Regions from separate parts of the Oryctolagus cuniculus genome. Here region 1 is linked to region 2. A link is a contact called in public Micro-C data. All regions are on one chromosome and are shown on one strand. The core of a region is the stretch at or near the end of the contact, and the rest is flanking DNA. Distances in the headings are between cores, read along the strand shown. Region 1 holds the start of IGF1 (insulin like growth factor 1). Region 2 holds the start of NUP37 (nucleoporin 37).

Region 1 (6,656 bases), core at 2,522-5,021, 340 kb before region 2:
TCAATGCAGGGGTTGCTCACATATCTGGATTCACCCAGACGGCTGTCTCTCGATGACACGACTTTGTATACTCTTCAGGTCTTCCCTGACCCGTCCCAATTTTGTACCTCAAACCTCTTGTAGGCAATCCCTCTTCCCCCATCCTGGATTTTCGAAAACGTTTCACTTCCCTGTCTTTCCAGAGAAATGTGTCGCTCCCTCCTACTGTGTACTGTTCATAGTTTTAAAAGAGCACATACTCACCACATGACAATGAACTTTCCCTCCCTGTCCCTCAGCCAAAAGCCCCAAGAAGTCTTGACTACGCTTGGCCCTTTTTGTCTCTCTATGGATCTGTGTCATTGGGCGTATAGTAGGTCCTCAGAAAAATGATGCTGAATAAAACATGACCCCAGATCTCTCACTGGTGTTTCTGGAAGGTAAATATTGCTGAGTTATTAACCATGCAGGAGACATCACCAGACCCAACCCTCTGCAAAAACAAATAAGTTTTCCTTTGAAAGTGTCTCCCTCTACACACAAACTTCTGGCTACAGGAGGATATAAACAGCCACCTTGGGGTTCAGTCGACGTGTCAGTGTTGTCAAGTCCCCTGACAGTGACAAGTAACACACGAGATCCAGGTATTTCCACCATGCATGTGAAACATCCAGGAGAAGGACTATGTCTGATCTGGGCTTTTGCAACCACGTTTCATAATCCACTTTCTTATCAAGTGCCTCGGAAAGCCAAAGAGAAATAGGTACAAATTGTATCCACAAAAGATAAGACCTTGATTCTCCCGGGCCAAGCCAAGTATACATTATAAATAGCAAAACAGCTGGCTTGGACCCTGCTGCCGGCCACTCACCCAGTTGAGGGATTTGAATGACATCATAACCCTTGAGAGGGTAAAGCTAGCCAGCTGGTGTTATTTAGAATGCAGACAGATTGGAGAAAGAACACACACACGCACACACACACACACAGAGGTTCCAGTTTTGCAGAAAAATATGAACAATAGTTTGCCCCTCAAGTGCCATTCCCCTAGAATGTTTAATGGTAACAAAAATGAAGAACACGATTTTATTTTAATTTTTCAGTTCGTTTTACAGCTCAGCATAGTCTTTGCCTCGACCTGGGCAAAAAGCGTCGGCCAGTATCCTAAAGGGAGCCAATCCAATGCCACCTGCCCCTTCTGTAAGTAGGTTCTAGGAAATGAGATCATTTCCCTCATTTGGCACCTGTGACAAGGGGTCACCTGAGCTCTGTCTGCCAATCTCTGGTCATTTCAGGGTTAAAATTGTAGCGTTTGCTAGAGGTGGTCTTTCCTTCCTTCCTTTCTTTTTTTTTATTTTCAAAAAAAAAAAAAAACTGTATTTTCCCTAAGATAAAAAGAAAATTGTTCACCCATCCCCCACGTGTATCCCTGTCATACTGGTAAGTGGCATTCGCAGACTTGCTCAGAAAGCAGACCCTTATTTTCCATGGCAGTCTGAGTGTCTTCATGCCTACTAACCCTGTCACTAACACACATTCTTTTAAGGGAAAAAAATTCTTCTGTGCTCTAGTTTTAAAATGCAAAGGTATGATGTTATTTGTCACCATGCCCAAAAAAGTCCTTACTCGATAACTTTGCCAGAAGAGGGAGAGAGAGAGAAGGCAAATGTTCCCCCAGCTGTTTCCTGTCTACAGTGTCTGTGTTTTGTAGATAAATGTGAGGATTTTCTCTAAATCCCTCTTCTGTTTGCTAAATCTCACTGTCACTGCTAAATTCAGAGCAGATAGAGCCTGCGCAATGGAATAAAGTCCTCAAAATTGAAATGTGACATTGCTCTCAACATCTCCCATCTCTCTGGATCTCTTTTTGCCTCATTATTCCTGCTAACCAATTCATTTCCAGACTGTGTACTTCAGAAGCAATGGGAAAAATCAGCAGTCTTCCAACCCAATTATTTAAGTGCTGCTTTTGTGATTTCTTGAAGGTAAATATTTTTTTTTTCTCTTTGAAGTCATTGGGGGAATTTTACTTAAATTGTGTACTGTTTTTCTTCTGCCTAGAACTGATATTCACTTTACATTTTTCATTGTTTCGGAACTGGGAGTTATTTATAAATTGCTGAATATGCAGTTCTGTGGGATCTGAAAAAATAGCTCCGGGAGATGGATGCATTCGCATAGATATCTTTATGAGTAGAAACTATTGCAAGGTACTTATGCTAAATCCTCCACTTCTGCAGGGCTTCGGTGGTGTCATTATAGAAGATTCCTTTAAATCCTGTCTATGGCTAAGGGCTACAGAGCGTGGATATGAACTTTGGGATCTTTTCTTTCTTTTGCAGGTGCAGATGTTTTATTTTTAAGACCGCTGTATGTGTGTGTGTGTGTGTGTGTGTGTGTGTGTGCTTGTCAGGACTTTATTTTACAAGACATGCCTCATGTAAAGAGTTCCATTTCAGATGGTATTAAAGCTTTTAAATATGATCTTTAGATCTAAGGTTCCGGAACTCCCTGCACTTACTGCCCAGAGAGACAAAGTTAGAGCAAAGTTTAATTTGCTCTTATGAAAAAGAAGTCCTTGACAACTCTTGCTGACCTTGCATATTCGTACAATCTAAACAAATGCATACTGTATACGGGAAGCAGACACTTTGTAGCAGCTGCTTGTCCAGTGTTTTCTCTCCCGGAGAGGACTTTTTCTGGGCAAAGTTTGGACTTGGGATTTTGTGTTGTAAATGTCTGATTTTATCTGCCCTGTTGCAAAGTCTCTTTAGGTAAATTTGGCTGCCGTTGTCAATGCACCAACTTCTCGTTTTTGATCACTGGCCCTGGTTCAAGTTTCCATTCTCAGCAAAATTATATCCTTTACGACTTGTGTTTTTTCAATTTGCAAGCACTTTTAAGCCGCTGTCACTGGCTCCTCCGAAGCAATTGCCTGAGGGCTCAGTTCATAAACCGTCCCAGCCACTTAGTGCAGCATTCATTCGCTGCTTTCAGTACTTCATCACTCGGATCTTTCTTAGCAGAGGAAGTGGCTTGGGAGTTGAGGATACAGCCTTGTCAGGCACCTGATTCTGCTGTCCTTGAGATGCCAACACACGCTCTGGCCAACTTGCTTTGAAAGAAAGGCAGGCAGTGCATATATCACCTCGGGGGTCAGGCAGCTGGGGGTTTTGTCTGCCTGCTTAGGTGAGCAGCAGCCAGGCTGTGGAGGGTTCTGTCTGCATTCAGTACAAGTTGGGGAAATTGTCTCCAAGTGAACTTTTCATGCCGTGTACGCTAAGCGTTTCAGAAGTGGAGTTGGCAGCTGTACTTACAGCAGGAAGTGGCTCGAGGGAACTGTGTGCTGGTTCAAACATAATTCAAACAGCGTAAGTGTCCTGTCTAGAGACAGACCCCCCAGGAAACCAGATGCTGATTGTACGCCCAGTGGCAAGGTATTTCCAAGTTGGTGAGCCTGGGCAAGGGAGGAGAGGAGCAGGCTGGGGCTCGGGCCACTCTTCCCGGCCAGCTGCAGGAGACACACGGTGGAAATGAGTGGTTTGACTGGGGGGGTGGGGGGAGGGAGGATGGACTCAGATGCCAGCTGTGCAATTTGTTCATTGTTTGAATTGACAAAAAGCAGTTTACTCAGGCTCACAGCATACCTGCCTGGGTGTCCAAATGTAACTAGAAGCTTTCACAAACCCCACCCCCAAGGCAGCACATGCTTTTAAGTCCTTCGTTTTCTATGCACATCAGCCTCATAATACCCACCCTAACCTGCTGTAAAAGACCTGGAACAAACAAAAATGATTACACCTACAGTGAGTATTTTCTTATGACTATTGCCCTCAAATTTTACTGGGCATTTTTGGTGCAGTGTAGACATCTGGGCTCGACTGATATGCCATCTCTCTGAGCTAGAAAGAGAGAACTCTTAAAAAATCTGGATTGGTGACTGATTTTTGAGGAACTATATTGCTTTTTTTTTTCTCTTCTCTTTCTGGTTCTTCCTTTTCCCCCTCTATCACATCTTCTGTTTTTCTCTATCGCCAAGGCTTTTGTATTTGGCAAAATAAAAGGCCAGGGGAATGAGGAGCATATGGGGACACTTATTTCAAACTTTTAACTCTTAAGCAAGTTCGTTATTGTTTTCTTTGGTGGGAACATGATGTGATAAATCCTCTGGTTCTCTGGGGGTGGACTGGACTGTTCCCTGAACCAAAAGGAAATGCACAGGAGGTTCTATCTTGGGCAAGAACTATAAGTACTGATATTTATCTGACAATAGAACTCAGAAAAAGAGGGGGGAAAATCTATCTAGAAAGCTTAAATTTGTAAATGCTAGAGATATAGGAGTATTGCTGGACTTAAATGTGTTCTATCAGAAATAGCTGTTAAAAATAGGGTTTTGCCACCTAATCAAGTTCTGAATTCACTAAGGCTATAAACTGAGACAGCCCCTCCCCCACCCTGGATTGCACAAAAAGTAAAGAACTTGAAGGCATCCACCATTGCAGGTGCTTAGCTCTCAGCATTATCATCAGCTCCTCCAGGAAGGGAGGGGTGGAGAAGCAGGACTGGTGAAATCACATAGGTTCTGGAGCTGGCCCATTGCCAGGGTGTGGGGACACGCTCTGTAAGGTCAGTCACGGCTTTGCTCTTTTGAAAAGAGCCATGAAGTACAGTGGGGTGGGTTGGCTGAGGTTCCCTCTGCAAAGACTGAAGGGGAAACCCCCAACTACTTCTTTTACAACTAAGACAAATGAGCACTGGGTGATGACTTGTTCCTCACAGCCCCAGCAGCTTTGGCTTTGTGGGAGTGGAGGGTTCCATGCTGAGGCTGAGAAAATGAGTTGTCAAAATGGAGTCAATGTCCAGATGAGCTTTTACCTCCTCTTATATTTTATGTCTATTATTTATGATGATTTGCAAATAGAGGGTGCTTTTCATCTTCCACTGTTTTACAAGCATTAACTAAATATTTATACTGTGTTAACAAGAGTCAGGGTTTGGGTTTTTTTCCCAGTTGCTGGGCTGAAGGTCTGGCCACAAAAATGGAAATCTTAATTAAAATGATGGAGCAAACACTGCCACTGATGCAGAGCCATTAAGTTGGGAGTTCATGGAGGACAAGGCGGGTGGCCAGAAAATCAATGACTGAGCCTGTTTCTCCAAAACTGATGGGATTCAATGGACCTGCCCCTCTGGAGAGGTTCAAAACAAGGCTCTTTAATAATTATGGCTTCCAGCCTAAGTCCATGACCCCTGGGATAGGGTCCTTCACCTCACTTCCTGTCTGTGGTTCTTCCTGTGCTGCTGAAAGTAGATGCGAAAGGTGAGAGAAAGGCGAAGTTGCTCACCTTAGGAGCTTCCTGGAAAAAAGCACATCCCTGTGTCACAAGTAGCAATATGGAAAAATTTAATGATCATCTTAGCTCTTTTTGACTGCTTAGAGTGAGGGGGAGACTTGAGCCACAGGAATCTTGACTTTGGCAGGGCTGCCACTTGGCTGGCTGTCATTGGCGAAGTCACGCCAACCAGGGTCCCTTGGTAGATTTTGCTGTAAAATGGATACAGTGACATGCAAGTCCCTCCAAGAGATGAAGTCAGAGTTCCTGTGTTGAAAAAAAAAAAAAAAAAGAAGAAGAAGAAGAAAGGCTTTGGCAGGTTTTGAGCCCACTGCCCAGGCCATGGAAGAGACTTTCTCCACCTGTGTGGATTTGATATTGGACATGGGGGAAGGGCCCAAGGATGCAGAAGGAGTAGCATTTACTTAGTGTGGAAGCTCAGAAACAATACCCCAAAGCGTGCCTCTAAGGCATGCTGTGTGCTTTGAACTAAAAGAAATAAGAAAACCTTGGAAGCAAAATCTCTTTCTGACTTTCCACTGCGCCTCTTTCTGCTCCCAGCAGACCACAGAAACTAGAACCCCTCCTCCCCACAGCCAGACACAAAACCTAGAAATATTACTCTCACCGTTCTGTGACTCTCTGTGTGAGAACTGGCCAAAAAGAAATTATCCTGTCCTATAGTGGGTCACAAGACACTCCAGGAGGGGTCACATCCTATACCCAGGAGATAGAACTGTTATACAGGGGGGCCACGAAGAATCTGAAGAGACAAGCATTGCTGGGTTTCCCCACCTCAGTCTCCTAGCATTAGATCATACCCTTTTTGTCCAATCACATTTCTACATGACTGTCCATGCTTCATTGGACCTAAGCATAAAAATCAGAGAGTTCCCCTGGATCTCTGGGTCTTCATTCTGAAGTCTCCTGGTTCAGGTAAAACTTTGATTTTAAAATGTTATGCTTTTCTCTTATTAACCTTTTGTTATAGGGGTATTGGACGTGACCCTAACGATGGGTGCTCCTGTTGCAGCATGAGCCAATTTCATTTCTAAATCCTGATATTTTTCCTGTTTCTGGTTTTTCCTTCTACTTGTGGTTGTATTAATTGTTGATATTCCCCAGCTAAGATCAGTCTCTCTCTCCCTCTCTAAAGAAAATATAATGCTGTATAGTGTGTTCACAAGTTCTTTTTTAGCCACAGCAATTTATTTTTCCTCAGTAGCTTGGGAATAATGTCTTGATTAATTTCATATTCTGTTCAGTAACGAATGCATATGCCATGTGTGATTGCCAATTTTTAGTGATTTTAAACTAACAAATATATTTGGTCTCAAATCTGTC
Region 2 (6,789 bases), core at 2,477-4,976:
ACAGAAGATCTCTTTCTCTCCATCTCTTCTGATGCTCTGCCTTTCAAATAAATAAATCTTTTTCAAAAATAACATTGAAAATGGCAAAATGCTAATAACTGGTAATTCTAAGTGAAGATTATACAGGAATTCAGTGAACTGTTATAACTTGTCTGTAAGTTTAACTTTTTTTTTCCAAATCAGTAAGTCAAAAAAGTATCTTGAGGCTGGCGTTATGGTTCAGTGGGTTAAGGACCCTGCCTGCAGTGCAGGCATCACTTATGGGCACCAGTTTTAGTCTCAGCTGCTCCACTTTGGTACAGCTCCCTGCAGGTATGCCAAGGAAGGCAGCAAATGATTCCCCAGTGCTTGGGCCCCTGCATCCATGTCAGAGACCTGGATAAAGGTCCTGGATCCTGGCTCAGTCCTGGCCGTTCCAGCCATTTCAGGAATGAAACAGAGGTTAGAAGATCTGTCTCTTCACTCTCTGTAACTCTGCCTTTCAAATAAAAAAATGTGTTTTTAAAGATGTATTTATTTATTTGAAAGGCAGAGCTACAGAGAAAGAGGGAGAAAAAGAAAGATAGAAATGGGGGGGGAGGGGGAGGGAGGGAGAGAGGGAGAGAGAATATCTTCCATCCTCTGTTTTACTCCCCAAAATGGCCACTTCCTCTCCCCACCTCCTGAAGTACGTGAAAGTAAACATATTCCAAATAAATAAAACTATTTAAAATGAAAAAAGATCATAAGCTTCCTAAGTTTTAGGTGTTAAAATACTCTTCCTTTTTCAAAGGAATATTACATATATATATATATTAACCATTTTTCTCAATGGCCTTATTTTTCAAAATGAGAAATAGCTAAATCTATCAAATTCCAATATTTCTTGGGAATTTTACTGGTGAGTGAAACCTAAAAGCCTGGAAATTACAAACATATGAAATTATACTAATTCATCAGAATGCCATCAGATCCACTAAAACCAATTCTAACTCTTCAAAAATAGTCCTGTCTGGTCAGTTGGTATCTTTATCAACTTCAAACCATGATTTTGATCTCCCTGGACCCTTCTTCTGAACTTTCCCTTCCTTCATCCCTCCTCTAAATACTTCTCTTCCCTCGTCTCAAATCTTTCTAAAATCAAGAAGCCTTTCCTTACCACTTTAGCTTACAGTCATCTTTCTCTCATCTGAACACCTCTAGTCCTTTACCTAGGGCTCATTCCAAACAAGAGTTTGGCCCAAGCTACCTACCTAACAACACATTGGGGAGGTTTTTAAAAGGAGGTTTCCAGCATCTCAGTATAGATCAGGAGAATCAGAATTTCCAGGATGGTACCCTGGAAGTCAAGCTTTTTAAAAAATCCTCCTAAACGATTCTGCTACACAATCTGATTTATGAATAATTAATCTAGTCAACAGAGCCTGAAACTAAACATAAAATTATTAAATTAACATTACTTAAATTCATTTTCAAGAACTTGTTTTAGGACACAAAGGATGTCTTATTTAAACAGAAATAATTCTGAACAATAATCAGAATAGTTGCGAGTTTATATCAAGACTTCCCATCAAACATCCTATGTGCATTCCCTATGTTCATTATATGTATGAAGGCCTTAATTTTGAAACAAACTGTTTCAAATCCAAGTGTAATATTTTAACTCAAATATCCAGAGGTATTTGTGAAAATTATATATTATCATAGGAGAACAAACTGTAAAGAAATTGATGTACTTAAGTTTGTTCACATGGACAGCAACCAAAATTAGATTTAAAAAAAAGAAAACCAGTTAACCTAAATATAGTTTACTAACCTGTTTGTTGTTCTCTGCCATGGAAAGCTGCAATGCCAAGAGCATGGAGTCTGCGCCACACACAGTAGTTCTCTCAGAGTTACAAAGAGTGTGCCAATTCCTTCTGAACTCCTTAATCATATCCAAGACAGACTTCTGATTAAGCACAGCCATTCTTTAAAGCAGGAAAGAATACAACGTTGAAGTGCCTTATTTTAATTGGAAATTAATGTTTAACATGTGTAGCAAGCACAAATAGAGAAAAATAAGCAGTGAACCCAAGGTCACTTCATGTTTACCAAGATTGCTTTTAATTAAGTTTAGAAAAACAGAATAATACAATTTATGCCCAATCATATTTTCCTCTTCTTTAGTTTTCTTAAGCCAAATCTTTTGAAATAACAACCTCCAAGCTGCAATTCTGAAAATTCACACAAAACAGACATGCAAATTCTGCAAACTTAGAATTGCAGACACAGACAAAACTAATTAAAGCTGTATTTAAAAACATTTGTTTTGAAGTAGAGGTAGTATCTATGGTAGATCACTCAAGGAAAAAAAAGTTCCTATATCGTCCCAAAAGGGTTCTGTTTTTCCACCCCGTTGAGTCGGGGCCAGCCTTGTGACTTGACTTGACCAATAGAATGTGGTGAGAATGTCATTGTAAGAATTCTGAGTCTAGGCTTTAAGAGACCCATGTAGAAGAGTTAATATGGTAGGAATGCTGGGTATCCTTCAAACCAAAGTTACTTTATCCCAAATACTTGCTTTCCTCCCAAGTCTGGAATTTGGTACATGCCAGACAGAGGATTCCTCTGTGTTTGGCACCCACTGGAAATCATGGCACTGAGTCTCTAACAAGCTTCCCTAACAGACAACACTCCACCACAAGCTGCAGAAGAATTCAGCGTGTCCCGGTGACTCTACAAGGAGAGGACCTTCGGTCTTCTGTGCCTGGTCTTCCCTCCACCTTGCCCCATTAGCCTTTTACTTTTGCTGACTTTGCTTTGCAGCCCTTTGCTGCAATAACTCAGACCTGCGACTATCACTATAGGCTGAGTTCTTTGAATTGTCTTAAATGATCCAGTGGGGGGAGGTCTTGGAGGTGCTGTCTTGCTGCTCTGAGACTGCCCTATGAGGTGAGAAGCTTTCCACCTGGCTGTCCAGGTAGAGCTATCATCATCACACAGAAACCAGGAAAGAATACCCACCCTCTTTACTTAGCTTTCAGCCAGTTGTGAGAACGCAGTGAATAAGCAAGCACTCTGATTGGCAGGCTGAGCTATTAAAAAAAAAAAAAAAAAAAAAAAAAAAAAAAAAAAAGCCAGTCATAGAAGGCAGCAGAGATAATAAACACTTTTTTTAAAAAAAAAAGCTAGATTCCAAGATGCACTCGAGCCAAATTGTGAGACAGGAAGTTGTGGCTGGGAGGCAATGTGAGATGGTGAAATAACTTTATTTTCCAGTCACAGCTGTGTTCAGATCCAGTCCTCTCTCCCCCTCCCGTGTGTTGGCTGCACATCCTTTCGCATTTAAAATCTGATGGGCATTAGGTATCTTCACATGTAAAAAGGGAACGGTAATTCCTACCTCATAGAAATGGGCTCATAATCCACTCGTGCCAGGCACTTAGTAGGTGCACAATAAACAAAATGTGGGTGCTGTGAACTTCAGATAACGCCCCAGACCCACCTAAGCTCCAGAGCGAAGCGACTGCCCAAAAAACACCTAGACGGTCACAGGCACTCGACTGTCGCCGAAATGCCCTCCCCAGCCTGAATCACCACTTCAGGTGCCACAGGCAGGCATAGACGAAACCAGGACTCACCCGGCTCGGTTCACCGGCAGACGCGGGAGGCGCAGAACCCACCAAGTCCAGGTTCCCCCCGGCAGTCGTCCCGCAGCTACCGCAGTGCCCACGGGTTACATTTTAAATCTCGCGGGAGGGCCTGGGAGCCAATCGCTGCATTCGCCCTCCGACCCGGAAGCAGAGCCGGCGCACGCCTCCTCTGCCTGCAGCGGAGACCAGGTTGCTTTTGGTGGCTTCTCGGCGCTCTCCGGTGCGTATCCCTGTGGGAGCCTGAGGCGCAGCGCTCTGCGGCTTCTGGTTTCCCTACGCTTCCACCCTGTTCCTGGGAATTCCTGCCTCCCATCTCGGGCTCAGGGAGGTGGGAGCGGAGTCTCTAGGGACTCGGCTGGCCAGGCGCGGGGGCTCACTGTCGGGACTTCTCTTGGCCCTTCACTCCTTGTAGGTCTGGAGAGGCCAGCAGTCCGCCTTGTGCGGGAGGCCCTAAGGACGTAGTGACCCCAGGCATTGCTTTAATGAGTAATAGGTGAGGTGCTGGGACCCGGTTTCCTGACCTCTAATCTCTTGCGTGGATATCTAATCACCCAGAATAAATGTGCAGTCCTTCTGCCTATTCGTTGAGGTTCATAAGCCCCCCGGACGTAGGATTCACCTGATTCTCAGTAGATAATCATCAGATGCTGTATGCTTTTGTTACTGAGTTCATCAGTTTGCCCGACAACTCTGAATTTGGGTTTGGTGTAATGAAAAGAAGAAAACCTTTAAAATCTATATTTTAAAAATCTATATTTCTCATGTGGGAATGCTACTTGCAAACTGCACACACTAGGCCCTGAAGGTTGGGTAAAATTTTGTGCCTGGTTTTACAAATGTTGTTTTTATATTACGCATTTTGGAGCTCCTTTTAACTGCTTATATGGTAGCACTTTTCACGCTGGATCAAAACCATACCTAAGTTGTGATCTTCAAGGCAGGAAGCTGTGGTTTCCTTCTCCAGCACTGGTACCCAACACAACAAAGTCAATTCCTGGCTCTGCTTTTGAGCTTGGTAAATTAGTTAACTGCCCACTTGGTAAATTAGTTAACTTTTCAGTTTCTTCATCTGTAAAACGAGGATGTGCACATATTGGCTATGATAGTATCAGTAAAATGCTTAACATGACACCTAATAAATAGTACTCTATAAATGTTAAGTCTCAATTTTGTGAATATATTTTCTATTAAAATTATTCCATTTTCAAATACTCAGGATATCTTTTACATAAACAGAATTTTATGATATTACTATTCTGTGGGTATCTCTGATGAGTATGGTTAAAAGAAGAAGATTGTGGAACAAATGTTCAGCCATTAATAATTAGATTGGCTGTTTTTTCCTGCAGTTTTTGCCCCTTGGGAAGTACTTTTAAATGTTTCTTTTGAATTGTGTGTAGCATTGCAATGCCAGAACCATGTTTTGATTCATTTGCTGAATAACACTTTGACCATTGCTAATTGTGTCTGTGCTGTAATCCACAGTTTTGTGACGTTGTGCAGTAGAAGGCTGTTTTATTTTTACATCTGCTCAAGTTTTGACATACAATATGAAGCAAAATGCCACAAGAAATGCTACTTACACTGTGGATTGTGAAGATTATGTGCACGTGGTGGAATTTAACCCCTTTGAGAGTGGGGATTCAGGAAACCTAATTGCATATGGAGGCAATAACTTTGTGGTCATTGGCACGTGTACATTTCAGGTTAGTGTGAAAAACTGCAGTGAATGAGAGTGAACATATTTCACTGATAAGAAAACTTACATGAACAAAAGCTAAACTTTGAAAGTGTGTATTGAGTTTAAATGCTTAAAAAAAAAGATCCACATAGAAAGACATCCCAGCAATATTTGGTTAAGATTTGTGTAAAAATGCAGATGGTGATAAAAGGAATGTGAAACTCCTCTTTTGACTCATGATTAGTAATGAATGATTCATGTAATTGAAGTACATGACTGACTAAACATTATAATATACAACAAAAGCCGCAATTGAGATCCAATGAATTACAGTTTTTCTGCATTCTGCTTTGACATAGGAAACAAACTAATAATGAAAGTCTAAAAAATTATCTTCCAGGAGATTTTACAGGTTTCCTATTATTCAGCTTTCCTATTTGTTTTCGTACATTTTATACCTCTAAAACGTACATCTGGAGTAAACAAAGTATGAGATCGTTATTAACTGAACAGGCAGTTGGGCATAGCCACCAAGAGCATGAATTCTAGAACAAAGTATTTACTTCTGCTTTTTATACCTCATAATAGCTTGGCAACCTTGAGCAGGTATTTAATCTCTCCTATAAAGATGAGAAATAATATTCCATTAATAGAGAGTTTTATGAGGATGTAATTAGTAAGTATATGTATGTATAAGATTCCCAGAAGGCATCTGGCATGTTGTGATCTATGTATGTTTCATTGTCATTGATATGGGCAACAGTGACACTCAGTCTCAGACCCTTTATATCACCAAAGTTAAGATTGCTTTGTGGTGAGCACACCATGTTCTTTCACAGGAAAGCTAGTCTGCATGTAAGACAAACTTTTGAATAAGCACAATGTTCAACCCTGAGGAGTCTCTGGTCAGTTCATTGTTCACCAGAGCATTATTCATAGAACTATGTTACTCAGATTAATAGATGAAGTAATGCAGCAGTGACCAATTTTCAAAGACTTAAGATAACTTCGTCACTGAAGTAGTAGTCTATTATTGTAGACATTTCCTCTTTTACTCAGGAGCAATCCTGCCTCTACAATGTTCTTTGGTTTTTATTTTGTTTATTAAATTTATTTTCACTTAGTTGAAGGAGAGAGTCCCATCCACTGGTTCACTCTCCCAGTGTCTGCACTGGCCCAAGTTGGGCCAAGACAAAACCAAGGGCCTGGAACTCAATCAGTCTCCCACATCATAGCAGAGACCCAAACTGCTGCCTCCCAGAATACACATTCGGAGGAAGCTGAAATCAGAAGTGGAGCAAGAACTCCGACATAGGCTATCTGATAAGGCATGTAGCTTTTCCAGTTGGCAGCTTAACCATTGTGCCAAATGGCATCCCTTCTTATGTTTTAACATCAGAAATGCAGTTTAACATTTTATAGGACCATAAATTTATAAAGTTATACAAAATTGAGATGCATTCATATGAGGGTACTTCCAAAAGTTCAAGAAAA

The links. A called contact is a pair of places that touch in the nucleus more often than the background predicts.
Region 1: a Micro-C map of ear pinna shows a contact between it and region 2, with 9 times the contacts expected there. The contact joins the promoter of IGF1 here to the promoter of NUP37 in region 2. A contact is called at or near these places in 2 of 6 Hi-C or Micro-C datasets (ear pinna and skin fibroblasts).

The regions. Positions count from the first base shown.
Region 1 is chr11:105,414,647-105,421,302 of mOryCun1.1, reverse strand. It overlaps IGF1 (insulin like growth factor 1), which reads left to right and starts at 3,771. Exons shown (of 5, transcript NM_001082026.1): 1 at 3,771-3,785. The coding sequence starts at 3,771. LOC108176710 (a long non-coding RNA gene) reads right to left here and starts at 1,014. Exons shown (of 5, transcript XR_001793427.3): 1 at 555-1,014.
Region 2 is chr11:105,071,475-105,078,263 of mOryCun1.1, reverse strand. It overlaps NUP37 (nucleoporin 37), which reads left to right and starts at 3,726. Exons shown (of 10, transcript XM_051845824.2): 1 at 3,726-3,834; 2 at 5,100-5,320. The coding sequence starts at 5,165. PARPBP (PARP1 binding protein) reads right to left here and starts at 4,671. Exons shown (of 12, transcript XM_070052776.1): 1 at 4,533-4,671; 2 at 2,986-3,056; 3 at 1,796-1,949. The coding sequence starts at 1,948.